Regions from separate parts of the Mus musculus genome. Here region 1 is linked to region 2. The links are chromatin contacts, called in public promoter capture Hi-C maps. All regions are on one chromosome and are shown on one strand. The core of a region is the stretch at or near the end of the contact, and the rest is flanking DNA. Distances in the headings are between cores, read along the strand shown.

What was found. Promoter capture Hi-C pulls out the DNA fragments that hold promoters and counts their contacts.
Region 1: a promoter capture Hi-C map of liver shows a contact between it and region 2, with 3 times the contacts expected there. The contact joins the promoter of Armc8 here to the promoter of Zbtb38 in region 2. A contact is called at or near these places in 4 of 39 promoter capture datasets (the C10 cell line, liver and pre-B cells).

What each region holds. Positions count from the first base shown.
Region 1 is chr9:99,567,500-99,570,199 of GRCm38.p6, reverse strand. It overlaps Armc8 (armadillo repeat containing 8), which reads left to right and starts at 1,301. Exons shown (of 22, transcript NM_028768.3): 1 at 1,301-1,598. The coding sequence starts at 1,554.
Region 2 is chr9:96,718,493-96,721,192 of GRCm38.p6, reverse strand. Zbtb38 (zinc finger and BTB domain containing 38) reads left to right here and starts at 1,343. Exons shown (of 3, transcript NM_001359959.1): 1 at 1,343-1,407.

The DNA of each region.
Region 1 (2,700 bases), core at 52-2,551, 2.8 Mb before region 2:
ATGAAAAATCATTTTAAAGAAAATATATGGAGTTGGGAGAGTCACCTAGTTCTTCCTCGAGGGAGGGGTTTCCTAGAAGATGTATTGCCCGAGTTTCTGGGTGAGGTATAGCTCACACATATAGAGACTATTGTACAATTGTCAATGCTTTTGTGTGCTATATACAATTACAATTTGCCTGGTTGTAGCAGGCATACTAGGACGTGATTTTAGGTGTTACATGGGTGGACAGATGAACATTTAAATGTATTTATGAATGGTAATATGTACTAGAATAAAAAAGAATACAACACATTTGATTTCACAGACTTGATTTAGGACAAGGCTAACAATCTTAAATGGGCTCAATCTGGCTTTAAATAAAATTACTGAATGAGTAATAATTCCTGTGTAAAGAGTGGGAAAGACTGTAGTTACAGAGCTTAGGATATACCGCTACAGCACCAGGGTTCTCTTAAACTTCCAGGCTTTCAGAAGTGCAACACTTTGTAAGAGACTTATAAGCAAGGGTGATAAGTGATACAATAAATGTAGACATTAAAGTACAGGAGGAAATGAGAAACAATGGGAGAGATATGCTTTTACTTAAAGAGCACTGGGAGGTGAGTGGAGTTGAGGTAACAACCTGAATTAGGGATGGCTTTACTTTCAGAATATTTTAGTAGGAAACATTCACATAGTTTAATTCTCCATCCCCCATTTGACCTAAAGGCTGGAAATAATTCTAACACACAGACAACGTAAGGCTTTCCACATTCCAGGCATTTTTGTTGTTGTTGTTGTTGTTTATTGGGCCATTTATTCTCATTAGTCCTTATTTTACAGTCGGGAGAAGTGAAATAAATATAAAGAGGCTAAGAACCTTTCCAAAATATTGGCACTAACGAAAAGCAGCTAGGATTAAATCCAGGCGTCCTGGCTGTGGAGAACCCGTTCTTACCAATATACCAGAGTAAGTGGGTCGGGCACGCAACGCTAAATAAAGCAGGTCATAGTTAACTGTTGAAGCGTGAGGCGATTTTCATTGCAGGCAGAAGACCTAGTTTTGAGACCAGTTTCTCCAGCTTTAAGAGGGAGAGAATACTGAAACTAGGGAATGGTGTAGAGTGAGATAATGAATGTGAAAGTGAACTTCAGACTCCGTAGATAGTAACTCCACCTACTAGCGGTTAGGAAAGAAAACCTGTAAACTGAAATTTAAGAGTGCGGACAGCTCGTCGAGCCAGGGTGAGGCTCCGCCCCCCACCCGCGGAAGGTGGGGCAGGCAGGCTTCTGCGCATGCGGAGGCCGCTGCCCGCGCCCACCTCTGACCCCAGCCGAGAGTAGCTGCTGTTTCTGAGAGGACGATTCGTAAGCCGGGGTCCGGCGCGGTTTCCCAATCCCTCGCCCTTCTGCCCAGCCCCTTCGGTGCTCGAGCGACGCCTGGGGCGCGGTCTGTTCTGGGCAGCTTGCCTGGGCTTTCTACAGAGGCTCCGGCTGCAGGTCACATAGGTGGCTGTCGAAAGTGCCGGCCGCGCGCCGGCGCCGGCAGCAGCCGGGTGGGAAGGCTCAAGATGGCGTGCCTGTTGGAGACCCCAATCCGCATGAGCGTCCTCTCGGTGAGTGACCCGCCCGGCGCGGGGCAACCCCGGTCCTGCCCACAGCATTACCCCGGCGCCCTGAGCCTCCCGAGCACCACCCACTGCGGTGGCCTCAGCTGGGATGCACGCGACCCGGGCCGAGTCGGAGGCGTCTCCTACTCGAGAGCTCCCACCGGTGCGGGTTCCCAGGACGGCGGCCGTTCGGCCGGCGGGGAGGTCGGGCTCCAGGCAGCCGGCCCATGGGCGCGGCTTGGGTTTGGCCGAGCCTTCTCCCGTCTTCCTCCCTGCGCTGTTGCTTCTCGGGACGGAGCTCGCTGCCTGCGAGGGTTCAGGACAGGCCTGGAACCTAGAGTCCACTTCGCTCTCCAGGGCTGTGGCTAGAAGAGGTGCGAACTCTTAAGCTGCCACAGCACAGAGCTGCCAGACCAGGGCTGTGCGTCTTCTGTCAAGTCCCTACCACCAGGGCACCTGCCAACACCGCTTGCTTCTTGGCAATGGAGGTTTTCACATCAGCTGCAACTCGCGCTATTGTGTATGGTTATTTAAACCGCTTTGCTGTGCTCTGCTGTTGAGGTCCGGGCTCCGAGACTAGAGAAACTATGTTTCTAATGTCCGGTGTTTGATTTTTCTTTAGGGAGAGCAAAACATTTTAGGAGGGACCAAAAAGTCGGAATGAAAAAGAATAGGTTCCCCCAGTATTTGAAAGAAGGGAACGTATTGATATACCTAGAAGAAATATCAGGGTTTTTTTTTTCTTAAATTAAAAAGAAACAACAAAAAGCAAAGAAGGCGACTTTCGCCTTCCGCTATAATGTCCTTTAAACAAACAAACAAAAACAAAAAACAGGACCAGGAATGAAATGAACAAGAATGAGTGTTGTTGGGAGATAACTCTGGGAGGTTTGACCACAGATTTTAGCAGTTGGACTCCAAATAGAGCCTACCAATGATTCAGTTGTTGTTGGAAGTAAAGAAATAGGCGGGCAAAGAATCATCTTTTAGACCTGTGGAGACTTACCGAGATGGCAGTTGGATTATAGATGGCTTGTCAGATTCCCTATAGTCTTGCAACTCCAACCGGTTTCTTTCCTCTTCCCTGACTCTCACACAAACACACTTT
Region 2 (2,700 bases), core at 94-2,593:
TTTAATTCAATTTAAAAAAATCACCTAGGAGGTAGACATTAATACTAAAACATATTGCATGTTAGGTACCAAAGCTGAAGGTCAGAGAAGTGGCCGTACATAGCAACAAACCTAGGCTGTCAACACAGGCCTGCTGAATCCAGAAGGCCAACCAACCTTGCCCGCTACCTCCCACCGGTCCCAGGGAATCAGCCACAGCCATACAGCTTACAGACTTCCCAGTCTTTGTGCACCAGTTTTCCCGAATTTTAAAATCATCTTCAGAGTTTCTAAAAGCCTCAATGGAAACACAAACAGGCAATTAGACCACGAGTTTCTTCAGTTTTGTTTTTTAAGGCTGGTATCTACCATTGCCAACAAGTTAGATCAGGTCTTGTGGAAGTTCTCATTGGCAGTTATGTAGACAAAAACATTCAAGCTCCCTTTTTTTTTAAGGGGAAGATGAATCATTACTTAATACATGCAGTTTAGTGGAGTTAATCTGTGAACACTGGCCTATGGAGCGAGAGAATAAAAGGGTGTTTGGCATCGAGAAGGTCGGGAACTGCTCGTTACATGTGTATGCACGTTGCCCAACCTGTCAGCCTTCACAACTCTGCATTTTTTTAAGTGACACCATTCTTCCTGCATCGTTTATGGGGCTTTACTTTGCATATAGTATTAAAAATCTACTCAGCTCACCAAAATGATCATATTCTTAATGTTTGGTCAAGGAACTGGGGTGCATAAATGGCAAGTACTGTATTCCAGGAAAATACCCTTTTTCAAAACCTTAAGGTTTTGCCAGGGAGCGAGTCGTTTTCCAAAGGACACACACACACACACACACACACACACACACACACAAAATCAAAAACTAAAAACAAACAAAAAATACTAAAGACTCAATGCTGGATGGTTCAAAACAAACACCTGCACTTAGGTGTGCGTGGGGCAGTAGGTGCCACACTGCGAATCTGTGTGGGAAGGATGTCAGCGGGCAGTCGGTGGCTTTTATTTTTTTCATTGCATGAAACAGTTCTTATACCATGGTGGGAAATAATCCAGGCGTCCCCTGACAGCCATGAGAAAGCACAGGTGACACCCTGTTCTCAGAATTTGGTGCGGGTTAAAACTGCATAGGGTGCCCGGGGCCTGCTCGGTGGCTGCGCAGCATCTGTGCGAGCCTGGCTCTGCCGCAGTGGCGCCGGGGGGTGCGGGAGCCTCGCGGCCTGCAGCGTCCCGGAAGCCCTGCGCGTCGGCGCCCGAGGTCGAGCGACCGTCCGGCCTGCACTGCACCAGGGGCAGACCGGGGCGTCCGGGCCCAGCCGCCGGCGTCCATTTTCTGGGCGGCGCTGCGGCCGGACTCGCAGGTCCGGAAGCGCCATGGACCCCGCGGGAAGCGCGCGGGCGGCGGAGCGGAGCCCCGTAAGTGCGCGGGGTCCGCGCGACTCCGGGGCGTGGAGGTGGGGAGGCGGGAGCCGGTGGGCAGCGCTCGCGCCGGGCTGCAGCGGACGCGGAGCGGAGCGGAGCCTACGGAGCAGCCAGCGTCCGCAGGTGCCCGCGTCCCGCCCCACCAGGCTCGGCTGCAGGGGGGCAGCGGGGAGTGACGCGCACCTGGGGCTCGGGACTGTCGCGCCTCCCCTCCGGTGAAGCGCAAACCCGGGCTGCTTCCTGACCCTACCCGTTCGCGATGAGATCCTAGTGCGACACCAAGCCCCTGGAATTGAACCGGATGTTCAAAGGCAGGGCCCTGCCTCCAGGGGTTGCAGCCTTGGCCTCCTGCTCCTGCTTGCTGCAGCCGTCTGTCCGTTGGGACAATTCAACAGTCAGCCTTTAGACACCTCTTTGCAGGTTAGCTGATAAATAACCTGAGATTTTAATCTGTCTGCGCTTCCACTTTATAACTCCTGCTTTGCGGTGGGTAAGTGCCTGGTTCCCATTCTGGATATTGGGCCTGATTGGAAAACCCTTGTAATGATCGGTTCTAAATGATAACCGTTTATGTTGCGTATGCATATTTGAAAGGTTAAAGGGCATTCACCTAATTGGGAAGCTCAAGTGCTTGCTCTGGTTCGCGTGGCTGGAAAGACTCGTTTTGTTGTGGTTTCAGAGAAACTTATAGCGTCTTACAGTAGCTAAGATCAAAGAGCAGAGTTTGTGTTTTGTGACAGGGTCTGGTTAAGGAGCCTAGAATGGTTAATAGGTTAGCCCAAGCTGGTTTCGAACTTGCCACTTGCAGCGGTTGACTGACTGCTAGGATGATAGGCCTTCTACCAGTGTTTTTCCAGGACCAAACACGCATTAGAATTCCTTTGATGGGTCATTGCTGAAAATTTTGAAAAGATTAGAATATATAGTGCGAAAAGACTAGAAAAAGTAACCGTTGCACACAGTACAGATAAGCATAGTTTAATGAAGCCTTTGGCTTATATAACATCATTTGTAATAAAATGGGTCACTGTCAAAAAAGCCTTTAAGACTCCAATTTAGCGTTCTGTGGTGGGGATTTTGCACCCAAATCAGACTGGGTTTGTGCTGATGTTAACCTGGGTTTGAATCCCGACACTCACCCAGGGTGACCTCCAGAAACAGGTTCACGGCACTGTTTGCAGCTGTAAAATGGGGAACTGTTCCCTACAGCTGAGGGGTGTTACGGAGATTTACCCATCCGCTGAGAGCACTTGGTGGAGTTCCCGATGTCCTAAAGGCACCTCACAT